Regions from separate parts of the Sus scrofa genome. Here regions 1, 2 and 3 are each linked to region 4. The links are chromatin contacts, called in public HiChIP or PLAC-seq maps. All regions are on one chromosome and are shown on one strand. The core of a region is the stretch at or near the end of the contact, and the rest is flanking DNA. Distances in the headings are between cores, read along the strand shown. Region 1 overlaps AKAP13 (A-kinase anchor protein 13). Region 2 has its middle 40 kb from the start of AKAP13. Region 3 overlaps AKAP13 (A-kinase anchor protein 13). Region 4 overlaps AKAP13 (A-kinase anchor protein 13).

Evidence for each region. HiChIP or PLAC-seq counts read pairs in DNA pulled down with a chosen protein or histone mark.
Region 1: a contact with region 4 is called in an H3K27ac HiChIP or PLAC-seq map of alveolar macrophages. The contact joins two enhancer-like sites. A contact is called at or near these places in 1 of 47 Hi-C or Micro-C datasets (liver) and 1 of 2 datasets of contacts at active chromatin or transcription factors (alveolar macrophages).
Region 2: an H3K27ac HiChIP or PLAC-seq map of skeletal muscle shows a contact between it and region 4. The contact joins two enhancer-like sites. A contact is called at or near these places in 2 of 47 Hi-C or Micro-C datasets (heart right ventricle and mesenteric adipose tissue) and 1 of 2 datasets of contacts at active chromatin or transcription factors (skeletal muscle).
Region 3: a contact with region 4 is called in an H3K27ac HiChIP or PLAC-seq map of alveolar macrophages. The contact joins two enhancer-like sites. A contact is called at or near these places in 1 of 47 Hi-C or Micro-C datasets (liver) and 1 of 2 datasets of contacts at active chromatin or transcription factors (alveolar macrophages).

What each region holds. Positions count from the first base shown.
Region 1 is chr7:88,169,204-88,172,726 of Sscrofa11.1, forward strand. All of the region lies in intron 17 of AKAP13 (A-kinase anchor protein 13), which reads left to right. Among named protein-coding and RNA genes, the nearest start is that of KLHL25, 120 kb to the right of the region's middle. Within about 2 kb of position 1,423, at least 24 of the 83 cell types and tissues checked have an H3K27ac peak or open chromatin away from gene starts, as enhancers often do. A contact at or near this core is called in alveolar macrophages and liver, where this site is marked.
Region 2 is chr7:87,847,991-87,851,522 of Sscrofa11.1, forward strand. No RefSeq gene overlaps it. Among named protein-coding and RNA genes, the nearest start is that of AKAP13, 40 kb to the right of the region's middle. Within about 2 kb of position 1,396, at least 73 of the 83 cell types and tissues checked have an H3K27ac peak or open chromatin away from gene starts, as enhancers often do. A contact at or near this core is called in mesenteric adipose tissue and skeletal muscle, where this site is marked.
Region 3 is chr7:88,193,192-88,196,442 of Sscrofa11.1, forward strand. AKAP13 (A-kinase anchor protein 13) reads left to right here. Exons shown (of 38, transcript XM_021099912.1): 21 at 660-795; 22 at 1,876-1,988; 23 at 2,578-2,730. Among named protein-coding and RNA genes, the nearest start is that of KLHL25, 97 kb to the right of the region's middle. Within about 2 kb of position 1,345, at least 1 of the 83 cell types and tissues checked has an H3K27ac peak or open chromatin away from gene starts, as enhancers often do. A contact at or near this core is called in alveolar macrophages, where this site is marked.
Region 4 is chr7:88,024,254-88,027,713 of Sscrofa11.1, forward strand. The region is part of intron 3 of AKAP13 (A-kinase anchor protein 13); the gene reads left to right. Among named protein-coding and RNA genes, the nearest start is that of AKAP13, 140 kb to the left of the region's middle. Within about 2 kb of position 1,433, at least 31 of the 83 cell types and tissues checked have an H3K27ac peak or open chromatin away from gene starts, as enhancers often do. A contact at or near this core is called in alveolar macrophages, liver, mesenteric adipose tissue and 1 more, where this site is marked.

The DNA of each region.
Region 1 (3,523 bases), core at 173-2,672, 140 kb after region 4:
TAACGAATCTGACTAGGAACCATGAGGTTGAGGGTTCGATCCCTGGCCTTGCTCAGTGGGGTAAAGATCGGCGTTGCCATGAACTGCGGTGTAGGTTGCAGACGCGGCTCGGATCCCACGTTGCTGTGGCTCTTGTGTAGGCCAGTGACTATGGCTCCAATTTCGACCCCTAGCCTGGGAACCTCCATATGCCACAGGAGCGGCCCAAGAAATGGCAAAAAGACAAAAAAATAAAAATTAAAAAAAAAAATTAGGTAAGTATGTTGAATCTTTTTTGAAAGAGGGAGAACCTTAAACAGGAAGTATAACAGGAACACTGGCAGTTTCTGCTTTTGTCTTTTAGTATCTTCAAGAAGTAGTGCTGTTTCCTGCTGAGTAAATTTGCTTGCTGTGGAGTATTTAACAGCAATATGCATAATGTCTGCATTCATAAAGGGTGTAGGGTGACCCTCTTTAAATCATCCTGTCACACTGATTTTCTTTCTTCCAAGCTTTCCTTTTTACAGACAACTAGGAGATGGTTAGAGATGTTTTAGACAAATTCTTAATTGACTTGAGAAGTAGGCATTTTCAGATGCAAGGATCACATTCCTGCACAGCTGCTAGTATACTCTGTAACTTCATAACAAGACATTGAGCTTCAACTCCTGCTTCTGTGGTGTGTCTAAAAAAGAACTAAATCCATCAGCGTTTCAAAGGTGCCGATTAGGGTAGAGTAGTGTTTGCAGAGGCCTGCATCAACATTAAATATAATTATCTCTCTCATTCCGTCTTTGATTAAAGATCTGCAGTGTGACAGTTGCTTTAATCACAGCATGTTTCACAGTTTTCCAGAGAGTTCTCTGATTTTTTTCAATTGTAATTACTTGTCTAAAATGGTAGGTTTAGAAAAATGAAAAATCATTTACCCCTCATAGTATCATAGTGTAGTTGTTACCTTCATCTTTCTCTTTAAATATGAGTTTCTATTTCCCCAGCACACCGTTTTAAAGCATTTTGGGAGGTGTTGAATCTGGAAAAGTCCAGCTTCAGAAAACAACCAATCACCACTTTACCACAAGCCACCTCACTAAAAATTTTCTTAGGAAACTAACCGCTTTTTATAAAATGAGGACGTCTGTTTAAATAGATGTGTTCCTTAACTTCAGGTGTTAAAAAATTGGCCTCAATCTTGCCAGAGTTCCCATCTTGCAACGTAAATACTCTCCACACAGTGTGTTTGGAGAATTTGTTCTGTCTCATGTCCTGTGTCTTTTGTAACAGGGTAGTTGGCTCTACTGGCAGCATTCAAATAGTTAAGCTTGTCTTAAGGAAATAAGCAACCTCAGCCCTCCCTCCTTCCCTTTCTCAACCAGTCTACGGCTTCCTCTTACAGTTTCTGTAATGGTTGTTCTCATGGCAGCTCAAAGCTGCTGGGCTCTGCCCTGCTGGCATGAGCCCTTCCTTCCGTGAGAGCACACTTCCTGGCATGGGGGTGGAACCATGTCGGTAAGATGGGGTCGGTTTCATGAAGCACCCCTCGTAACAGTGAGAATCATAGGACCAAAACATGGGGAGGTAAGAGCCTGACTTCTTTAAAGCACTAAATTCTAATAAACACAGGAAGAGATGGTAGAGTTTATTGTTTTGTTTTGACCCTTGGAAGAGCTAGTTTGGATTGTTTCAAAGAGTTAGGAAATTATTAATTTACTCAGATTTTGAGAGCATTGCAAGGAAGGCTTGAGAGAATAAGTTAGTTGCCGTAGAAGATTTTCTTATCTCTTGAAACATGCTTTTTAGCTTTCTTCAGCAAAATGTCAGGTGCTGTTCAGTTTAACATTTCATGTGTGGAGAAGCCTTCATCAAAAGGTAGTTAAAAGAAAAAAGTTACACGAAAAAACTCAATTTTCGTGGTTGATTTTTATTAAAGTTTTACATACTTTAACAGTTACTGATTTTTACTCAGAGCAGTTTCCTGTTTTGTAAAGTGAGGTAGTTTGTTTTTCTCCCTTCCTCTGTTGTTGTTTTATATAGTTGTGAAGCAAAGCAATTTGGCTCTTGGATTTTTTTATGTGTATTCTGTTCACAAAGGGCTTTATACAAATCAAACTTAATAAACATTCACCATTTCAGTATAGTGCATGAGTTCTGAATAGGAAGTCAGAAGACCTGGGTTCTGATTTTAACTGCAGATCGTTTGCTGTGTGACCTTCTGTGAGTCAACAAACCTCTCTAGCCCTTGACAGTAGAGCATAGTAAACTAGAGCCCAGCTGTAGAGTTGGCAGATCTGGGTCTTAATTGCAGCTAGGTTAGTTATTGTTATGCAGCCTCCATTGCGGTATCAGACATCTCTAAGCATCAGCCTCCTCAAATGCAAGATGGAGATAGTAGATGGTACATGCTTCATTGAGTCGTTACGGGAAAATTCATGTTATTGGCTCACTGCAGTGTTTGGCACATAGTAACTGTTCAAACTTAGAGCTGTTCTTTATATCTTTTTCTTATCAGTTAGAAAATGAGACGCATAATGCCCGCCCTATTCACTTCAGAGTTATTGAATCAGATGAAACAATGTACATGGAAGGCATCGATTCAAAATGTAAGGCATGTAGTAGTTGTCATGACCACTAACTTCAGGGTACCCATTTTTCAGGAGTTTTTTTAGATTATGAGAGGTATTCTATGCCCTGGAAAATGGTACCCCAGAGTTAGCGATCATGACAACTGCTGAATACATTCTTCCTGCTTCTGTGAATTGTAGTTCATGGTCGGATTACGTTGGAAGGAAATGATTCACTTGATGTTGATTAACCAGCTGAGTGTCTGCGTAACCATGCTTGCAAAGGATCTTTGATGGAGAGCTAGTTTTACCCCACAGCCCTAGTCCCCCAAGAGTAGTGTGCACTGGAAATGTCCCTGACTGCTTAGGTGTTTTGTTAAGGATCTAGCATGCATTAATATTTCTTAAAGTTTGCATGGTTTAAATCCCTGCTCCCTCAAGTTTGAAAATTGGGCAAAAAAAAAAAAAAAAAAAAACCTTGAAATTCTAGTGAGTAAAAACAGAACATGTATATGTGGAGGATATTTCAGTACTTCTGGCTAGAGTAAGGGAGGAAATCTCAGAGAGGTGCCCTAACTTTAGGGGTATATGATGGGTGGGAGGCAGTCAGAGGAGAACTTCGATCCCTTTTCTTGCTGTGCAGCCATCTTTCCTCCCCTTGGGGCTGGTCCCAGACTGTTACCATCCTTTCTTCTACTCGCTGCCTGCTTCCCCTGTGGCTGAGCTATGGCTCGCTGAGGAGGCTTGGTGGCCACTGCAGACTCCTCCTTCTCCAGCACCAGAAGCCTCTTGCTCTCCAGTGTTGGTCCTTGTATCTGTTGTCATAAATAACCAGTGAATAAGCCACTAAAAGAACTGTTTAGCCTGCACAGTCCTCCTAAAACTTTTTCTAATGCTCACAACTTAATAAAAAATTTTGTCCAGACAGTGCTCCTAACTTTTATCCAAAACATTGACCAGCTACTGCTGACCACATACCAGGT
Region 2 (3,532 bases), core at 146-2,645, 180 kb before region 4:
CAGACTGGTTCTCAGTGCAAGCACATTGACACTGATCCCATGAGCACTCTCAGAATACTTTTGTTCCTGTTTTTCAACAACTCTACCACTCTAAGTGTGGTGTCCAGAGCAGCAGAATTGGCACCACCTGGCATCTCCTTAGAAGTGAAGAATCTCAGCCCTCCCCAGACCTCCTGACTCAAAATCTGCATTTTAACAAGATCCCCCAAGTGATTCATATGCGCATTCATGTTTGAGAAGCACTGTTCTAAGGTTTCCAAAAGGCAAAATAAAACTGCAAAGTGAACAGCTGCAAAACAGATGCAAAGCAAACCACGTGGTGTAACATATGACTTCTCCAGAGGATTTATGACCCTCTGTGGATGGTAGCTTGTAATATAGAAAACAGAAATTTGAAAGAATGTGTGCAAAAAAATCAATGTCATGTTATATCTTTTTAATTGCCCTTAAAGGGATCCACCTTGGGTTCAAGAAAATGTAGTGCTAGTACCTAAAACTGCTTCATGCACCCAATGAGGGCACAAGTATTTGGTGGGTTTTTGTTTTTGGTTTTTTCTCATAAGGAACAAAGTTAAGATTTATACTGATCTTCCATGAAATCAGGGAGTTTGATTTGATCAGTATTTCCAACACAGCATTCCATAGTACCAAAATTTTGTAACGAGAAAAAAGTCAATGTTGTATATTTTAAATAACTTAGAAAATAGACTAAGGTGACTGGATCAGTTTCAACTTAAAGTCCTCATTCAACTTACCCAGATTGATTCATTGAAGAAATATTAAGTACCTCCTAGTGTATAGCACAAGGAAATTTACTCAATACTGTGTAATAAAGTATATGGGAAAAGAATCTGAAAAGGAATGGATATATGTATAACCGATTTACTGTGCTGTACTCCTGAAATTAACATAATTTTGTACATCAACTATATTCCAATAAAATTTTAAAAAGAAAGAAAGATTAGGTCCCAGAATCTTTGCAAAGGAGAGTTTGAAGGAATGCAGCAACCAGTGCTGCAAATCATTGCCTGAGATTAGGTGCGGCAGGCAGCACTTGATAACTGAGACGAGAGGGGAACAGAGATGGGGGAGGAGTCGGACCCGCAGGACCTGGAGGGAGGAGGAGGGGGAGGAGCTCTGGATGCCCTTGTGAATGCGCTGGAGCTCGACCGTTCGGGAGGCAGGTCTAGCCGGATTCACACGCTTGCCTGCAGGACAGACCACGACTCTGCTTGTGGAAGGTTTTCCGAGGACAACGTCCCGCGATCCCGCTGCCTCTTTCCCACGGAGCTGTGGCCGAGTTTCAGTTGAACAATCCACAAGGGTCAAGACTCTGGAGAGCAGGTCTAGGAGAGGCCGCTAGAGGCCGCGCTCGGTCCCTTCCCCGAAAACCGAAAGGGCTCCAGCGAATGTGTGTTCAGCCAGCACTGTGTTCTTTCATAACCTCCGCGCTGTGCTTGCGGCTCTCTGCGAAGGCCGGAGGCAGATCAAACACCGGCCTCGAAGTCAGAGAATGCTGTAGCCCCTCCATCACAGATGGTGGGATGCTGGGTGGCCTCTTAGAGCCCTTCCTCCGACTGCCGGGCCTCTCCCCAGGACTCCCCTGGGGCTGAAAGCTTGGTCCGCTGATAACAGTCCCCTGACCCCGCTGGGATTCTGAAGCCCAGAGAATGGATTTGGAGAGAAAGCAGTGGAGCAAGGGTGGAGAGAGAAGGAACCTCAGAGCTCAGGCAGGCAGACTCCTTCCCAGCGTGGCACCTGAGCCTTGGGACTGCTCCCCTGGAGGTTGGGCCTGAGTTGACGCTACAGGAGGAACCCAAGTGGAAGAAATCAACCAATCTGGGAAATGAAGCAGAGGTTTCTAGAGGCTGCCCCGCCTAAAAGAGTGTTCAAAGGCCACTGAATTCTTAAGGTCATTGGACTTTTTTTTTTTTTTAACCTGTGACGACTCAGTCAGGACAAGGCAAGCAAGAGAAAATTGCTCCTGAAATACTTCCTGAAAAGTTCTGAACCAGTGAATCACAATCCGGTCGCAGGACAGAGAGGCACTGGCACTTCCACAGGGAAAGGAAATCACCCAATATTTGTGAGCACCCCTCCAGGCTCACAAATTTTTGCATTCAGTTGCTTAGTGCTTTTTGCATTCAGTTGCTTAGTGACCTAACAGGCCAGGGGGGCGAATATAAATATCTCCATTTCCCTGATGTCAACATCAGGACTGGGAGATGTTAAGTAATTTTCCAGGGTGGGCTGGTAACAAAGTGACAGAGCTATGATGCTTGTTTATTTGATTTAGTTTATAAATAGATTATACAGTCACATCATTCAAAATCATAAAGCCTAGAAAAATCTCTCATCCACATGACCCCCAAATATCCAGTTGCCTTCATACACAGGTAATAACTACCATCATGTGTTCCTTATTATGTAGACACTTTCAGCATTTCCTTATGCATACCAGTTAATGAGAAATATATTATTTTTGTTTGTTTGATTTTCTTGTTATTGTTGTTGTCTTTTTGCCTTTTCTGTGGCCACTCCCTCGGCATATGGAGGTTCCCAGGCTAGGGGTCGAATCGGAGCTGTAGCCACGCCACAGCCACAGCAACGTGGGATCTGAGCGTCTGCAACCTACACCACAGCTCACAGCAATGCCAGATCCTTAACCCACTGAGCAAGGCCAGGGACTGAACCCGCAACCTCATGGTTCCTAATCGGTTTCGTTAACCACTGCACCACGACAGGAACTCCCGAGAAATATATTCTTATTTTGACTCCATTTTCTCACAAAACATGGCATACTATATACATACTGCTCTGTGTCTTGCTGTTTTTACTTGATATCTTGTAGATCTTTCTGTGTCAGCACATTAAAACCTTCTTCATTCTTTTCCTTTTACAGCTGCACAATATTCCATTGTATGGAGGTACCACATTTAATTAACCCATTCTCTACTGTTGGATACTGGGTTGTTTCCAATCTTTTGCTACTGTAAACAGTGTTGCAATGAATAGCTTTGTACCTACATCGTTTTGCACATGCAAGAGCCAGGAGTCCATATCCTTCCAGCTCTAAATAGTTTGTTCCTTCCCCTCTAAAGCTGATGTAGGACCAATTATATATGCCAGTTGATAGGTAAATACTCATATCTCTGTCATCCCCACCCCCATGCCCAGTCTTCCTATTTTCCTGTTCTAGTTATGAAGCCTATTTGTATTTGAAACAACTACAGAGACTCTGGACAGAGAGTACTTGCCATTTTATCTTTTTCTGTGGTTGCTTCATTTCATTCTTCAAATACCAAGTGTGACTGTAACTGGGCTGTACTGGAGATAAAATCTGCAGATGTTGTTCTGCATAAACATGGAATTTCTGCTACTGGTTGGATCACACTGTATTATACATGTGCCAGGGGAGTTCAAATCCTGCATACCGTAGCCTACATCAGACTTGGATTCCAGCTTAGAACTGAAAGGAAGATGAGCTGGAGGCAGTCTGCTGCTGTGAGAGCCAGCATCTATTTTCATTTCT
Region 3 (3,251 bases), core at 95-2,594, 170 kb after region 4:
TTAAAGCTTCATAGTATTCAGATGTAGCATGTACCATAATTCCTTTTTTTTTTCCCCCCTTTTTTTCGCTATTTTTAGGGCCATACCCGCAGCATATGGAGGTTCCCAGGCTACGGGTGAAATCAGAGCTGTAGGTGCTGGCCTGCGCCACAGCCACAGCAATGCAGGATCTGAGCCTTGTCTGCAACCTACACCACAGCTCACGGCAACACCGGATCCTTAACCCACTGAGCAAGGCCAGGGATCAAACCCGCAATCTCATGGGTCCTAGTTGGATTCATTTCCAGTACGCCACAATGGGAGCTCATAATTTCTTAACTGACCGTCTTTTGATACTCAGTTTGTATAATTTCCAATCTTTTGCTTTTACCAAACTTTGCATTGAATAACTTTGGACATTTGTCATTTCAAACATAAACAACTTAAGCTTGGCAGAGTAAACATATCCTAAAATGGAATTGCTGGATCAAAAGGGATAGGCATTTAACGATTTCAGTAGCTTTTGCCAGATTGTCCTCAGGAGAGTTTTCGTACCCATTACACTCCCAGGGTACGTCTCTTTTAGAGCAGTTTGCTTCTCTTTGGCGTTTGTCTGGGGAGTTGGCACTGGTGGGCACGGATAGCTGAATCTTCACTTGATGTCCTCTCTTCCTTTACAGCCTCCCAGCCCAAGGAGCGCCCTCGGTCTGCCGTCCTTCTGGCCGACGAAACCACTTCAGCCCCTGTGTTTGCTAATAGACGGTCCCAGCAGAGTGTCTCGCTCTCCAAGAGTGTCTCCATACAGAACATTGCTGGGTATGCGGGGATGTAAAGATAGCACAGTTGACATCTAGGTGACAAGAGCATAGTGATTATACTATGAAGAGATTTTTTTTTTAGAAAAAAAATGCATAACTTCATGAGGAGGTGCAGAGCTAAGCGATACAGATGGTGGAATGAGGGTTCCATTTTCATGCACCATCATCACCGTTTTGTAACAAAGATCCCCTATAAACATCATTTTCAGGCCAGTTGTCCCCCACTTTTTTGTTCATAATCAGCCCTGCTTTTAAAGAAACTACATTCTAGAAGGATGCTTTTTAGATCAAAGTTAAAAGTGGGAATAGGATAAAAGATGATTTAATTCTGAATTTTTAGTTGGCAACCATTTATATCTTAAGATGTCTCATTTTTCTGTTGGTTGGATGAACCTGGGCAGGAAGAGGGGCATAGTTTTGTTTTTTTTACTGTTTTCTGTCCTTAACTCCTAAGTCATGGGAATGACTGACGGGCTGGTATTACAGTAGTTTCCAGTCACTCATTTGCACTGAGTTCCTTTTGTGGTCCCTATAGAAGTTGCCGTGACCCCTGACTATTCAGGCCTCGGCTGTCTGTGGTTAGCACAGGGCTGATTATGATGTTGTTGGCTGTTTGGGGTAAGATGCCTGCCTTCCCATCAAGCAAAGAAGTCATCTCAAATGTAGGACTCAAAACATTTCTTGCAGCTCTCTTAACCTAAGCTGGAGGAAAATTCCCATCTGAAGGATGCAAATCTGCTTTTGGCTGTATTTCCTAACCTCTGTGCTGGCTAATGTTCCTTCCTCCTTTAAAAACAAACAAAAAAAAATTTCAGGTATTTTTATATTGTTTTTGTCTTTGTTTTGTAATTATCCAAAGGCCTTTTTTCAAAGTTATGTTATCAAAATTTGTTTATTATGACTTTTAAAAGTTGGCCTTAAATAAAATTTAGTTCTAAATGTTTCTGGCTTAGTTTTGTGTCATACCACAAACGTTTACTGGGTGCCTAATGTAAGGTCTTAAGATCCTCATTTAAGGCCACAAACCATGGCTCATCAGAATGTATTTGACAGTGTTTCTTTTTTTTTTTGTCCCCAGAGTTGGCAATGATGAGAACATATCAAACACCTGGAAATTCCTGTCTCATTCAACAGACTCACTAAATAAAATCAGCAAGGTCAATGAGTCAACAGAGTCCCTTACTGATGAGGGTAAGAGGAAGTTATGGCCTGTATCACATGCCTCTGAGACACGGTACCATTACCTAGAATGCAAGTGCTAATAGAATAATGAATGACTCCTGCCTCTTCCTTACTCATGTAAAGATTCTCTAAATTGTCTGTAAAGAAGTGCCTTATAAAGAGTTGGTAAACCAGCTGTTAGATAGCTCTCCACTGAAGAATGTGTGTCGTTGATTTTAATGTGGTCAGACTCTGGTACAATTGCTTTTTCTTCACCTAGACTCTGGTACCCTTTGAGTTCTAGCTCTCAGCACAGTTGTAAGCCTGTTCAAACAAGTAAAGTCATCAGGACCCTTGCAGTTCCTACTTCACGATAGGAATCATGTCTTAATTGTGTTTGATTTATGTGCCATTTATGGTCCTTAACCAAAGTCTTGAATATAAAGTATGTCACGCCCAAACAGAAAATGGCATTCTTTTCTAATAGAATATTGGTTCATCCTTGTGTTAGTGCAGAGTGTTTGCATCTCATGAAATTATCACCCTGAGGAAAGTTCAGTATAGGTTTTTGAGAGATCACAGATCCAAAATTCTGATGTTGATCTTTTGGTATTTTGAGGAGTAGGGACAGACATGAACGAAGGACAACTAATGGGAGACTTTGAGATTGAGGCCAAACAGCTGGAAGCAGAGTCCTGGAGTCAAATTGTGGACAGCAAGTTTCTGAAACAGCAAAAGAAAGATGTGGTCAAACGGCAAGAAGTGATTTATGGTGAGACTTCATTTGTTCTGCTAGTATGTGATTTGCATTATTTGCATTGTTTATCAGGCGATTTATTGGGCTGTGGAAAGTTGATTTTCCAGTATGTAGCCTAAGATTTTCTTTTAAAACTTTGAGGTATAAAGACTTGATATTTTTTCTTTAATTTTATTGAACATCTTATTTAACATGAGTTCTCATTTATGCAACAGTCCTAGAAAAAGATCTCTTGTGACAGTACAGTTTACTTCCTCAGCTACAGTAGAAACTAGACTAAACAAGTCATTTCTGAGAAATAAGAACACAGTAAATTATGAAAGGTCTTGAATCCAAGGAAGACCACTTTGGAAACTGGCATTTAAGAGTGATAGAGTCCAAAATGCCTGTCAGAAAGTAGTGTGAAGTCCCATGAAAAATAGAGAAGTCAAATGAAAACACTTCAGGGAGGAGACAGCTGTTGATCCAGTTTTAAAGTTTAAATTGGGTTCTAAGTAGCCTTAGGACAAAATGGGGTTCCCAGTAGCAACAGACAC
Region 4 (3,460 bases), core at 183-2,682:
TGACCCCAAATTTGACTCATCTCTTTTGTATTTTTCTTTTCCATTTCACTCATCGGAGACAAGGTACTATATAAAGTAGATCTGTTATCAAAATAAAAAAAGAAAAAAATATATTTTGCATCATCAGAAGTCCTTTGGGGCCTAATTAAAAATCAGTGCTTACAGCTCAAGTCTCAGCAAGAAGTCCTGTGGTTTCTAGCAAGCAGCAGATGTCTAGAGATTGTCAAATCGACTAACATGTTTGAAAAGAAGTTCTTGGTTTTTAACTGGACTGATCAGAGAATTCTGGTGCCCTCTCTCTCTGCCAAAGGGATCAGTTATTTTTTTTATTTCTTTTTTTTGGTTTGTTTTTTGTGATCAGTTATTTTTTAATGGGTATTTTCTAACCATCTCCCTATTCTAAAATACTCTTTCTATAAAGGCTATCTCTAGGCAGACATGGTTTGATGTTTTAAAAGACTTAAATTACTGTTCCAGTGCTAGTCAGTATATATAGCGGCTATCCTGGTAAAACATACTAAGAAGGGAAGTGTATCTGCTGTCTACTGTCCTTTTGTAATGCCTATATGGAAATTGTGGTATACCTCATCACTTGGGATCTATAGGCACAGCCCTAGAAATGAGCACATGCATTACAGTAGGGCCAGTATCCTCCCAAGGGGTCAGAATTGGTTCTTGGGGGAGGGGTTAAAAAGTCTTATACTTTATATATAAAGCACAGGTATGTGTGGTATATCTGTGGTGTTAAAATTTTATGGGTCGGGGTGGCAGATAGAGAAAAACCTTTGAAAAGGCTCCTTGGGGGTTGACAGTGAATAAAAGGTTGAGATACACTGCCTTAGAGTAATAAGCTGGATTATTACAGGTCAGATTTTTCCTTAACATTAATTAGTCCCCCCCCCCAAATGTACATGATTCCTCTGTCAGCTCTTTTTCTCTCTCTACTTAAATGCTCCTATATACACTTTGTACATATACCAGATTTTCACATCTACCTTTAGACCACTGAAAACTATAGCAATAGATGAATACTTTTGCACATAACCCTATCTCCTATTAAAGTGTGAGTCTGAAGACTGAAAATTTCCTTTAACCCTACATAGTCACTCCAATGGGAGGAAAAAGACCAAATTCTTAAATACTTTGATGCCAAACTGAGGTAGTAAAAGGCATTATTTTTATATTTTCCACCATGATTACTGATGGAGCCTTTCTTGTAGAAGATGATCAGATGGGACTGGGCTTGGCTGGCCCAGCAAGCGCTTTCAAGGTTCGTTTTTGGATAGTTAGTGAAACAAAGTCCCATTTGTTCCATCCTCAAAAGAGAAGGCCAGGATGGGATGTATGCCACTTTTAGCCTAATAGGAAATGAAGTAATTCTTGGGTCATGCTTTAGCAGCTTTGTTTATTTGCAGCAATATTTCGTTTCCATGGGTACGGGTGCCTCATACAGTGATAAGGAGCCTCAAAAAAGCTCTCTGACCTCAGGAGCACACACCTCCTGACCTGTGCGCTTAAAAAAGGTTTGGATTAGATACTTTTAAGAGGACCATCAGCAGTTAAATTTTTGGTTCTCATGTAGGTGCTCCTGCTTGTGCTTTGTTTATATGGCATTCTTCCCCTTGCCTTTATTTTTTTTTGGTTCTGCAGTGTCTAAGGGCAGTGTATAGCTCAGAAGCTATGTTGGGCCCTGCTGCAGAAGTTCTTGGTAGAGTATTAGGGATGTTTTCCTTGAGTCACCTGAACAGGAGCATTTTAGTAGCTAACAATCATAATAAAGTACCAGTTTTAGATGCTTGATTTATGCCAGGTGCTTTGTGTACAGCCATCTCTGATTTTTTTTTTTTTTTTTAGCAATCCGGAAGGCTAGTGGTAGTCTCATTTTGCGCACAAGACACACAGGCTTCAGGATCGTGTGTTTTTCAGGGTAACTAGCCTGTCTGCAATGGAGGTGAGATGCAAACCTGGTATTTTCTGATTCTGTGGCTAATTGTCAGCATACCTCAGGGCTCCTTACAATTCACTCAGTTAGGGTCAGATTTCCTACCCCATAATTTACTTCAAATTTATGTTTTAAATCAACTGAACCTGGTTGTGGGATAAATTCAGAAGTTAGTTTTGAAAAGTGGAACTAAAGTTTAGCCTCTGTTTCTTTAACCGTTCATCTCTCTCCTCCCCTGTGTCAGTTCTCTTGGGGGTATTTCCCTCAGAAGAAGCTCAGGAAAATTTTCAGAACTTCCTCTTTTAAAAGGACTTGTGATTATTATTTTCTTTCTTTGTTACCAGGAAATTTAGTGGGAAAGAAAAACACCATGGAACTAGCTGAAAACCTTACAACTCCTCTTTTGTTTTCATGAAAAAAGAAGTTAAGTTGTAGTTGCTATGTCAAATCAGATATGGTTTCCCATCCCCATGTTTTTGCCCTAAAGATGTAGACATCATTGATTCCTTGCATTTCGTCTGTACAAAGGCAGGCATAAGACTAATGGTTTCTGAAAATATCATGTCTCTAGAGCTAATTTATGGTAGTAAGAGATAACTATGTGTGTAGATGTGATTTCAGTTTTATTAATGGTCCATATTAACCTTTGTGTGTTTTTTTTTTTTTTTTTCCTAGATGCTTTATCTGAAAAGTTGTAGGGATTAAAATATAATCCTGTGGACCACTTGAGCCTAGTAGAAAACCTGAATGTGAGAGAGTGTCTCCACCAGCCTCATGTGGTGGATTTCCAGACGGTAGAGTGAGGCAGTTTGTTCACAATCAGTAGTAACTCTTCCAGTTTACTCAAAGTTTAATAAAGACTGAGCCAGGAAACCCTCAGTTCTCCTCTTCTCTTTTAACCCTCAGTTTTTCTTTGGAAAAAGAAGCCTGTAATCATACCAAACAAATTCCAGATTTATGGCACATTTTACTTAGGATGATTCATAGTTTCTCCTTTAGATTGTGAGTTCATGTCTGAAGGGAAAATATTGGGGTAATGATTGGCTTCGTCTCCTGGGTATCTGTTTCATGGCCTTTTCTGACATTCTGCCTTCTGTAATGCATGGCATTGTTTTAGTTCCACATAAATAGAGCAGACAGTAGCTCACTCATCGACCCATGTACCTTCTAACAAATGCTGCTGAAGCAGCAGAAGGAAATATGCATGCTTATGCTGCTCAGCACACGTGCACACACACACATAGCCATACTCCCAAATCACTTACTATTTCTGCCCCTCTTGTTGTCTCCACTTTGTCCTAGCCAAGTAAAGAGTCATTTTAGCAATTCGATATAGATTTCTTTGCAAAGACATTACTCCTGCTCTTTCCAGTTTTGAGTTGGGTGGTGTTGCTTCACCATGGCTTTTAGGTGTGTGTGTGTGCATGTGCGTGTGGAAGCTGAAGATCTGGGCTATGCCCTGAACCCTGTGTATACACAGGAGGTGGTTTCACAGAGCAGTGATGTTCACTTTTAGTG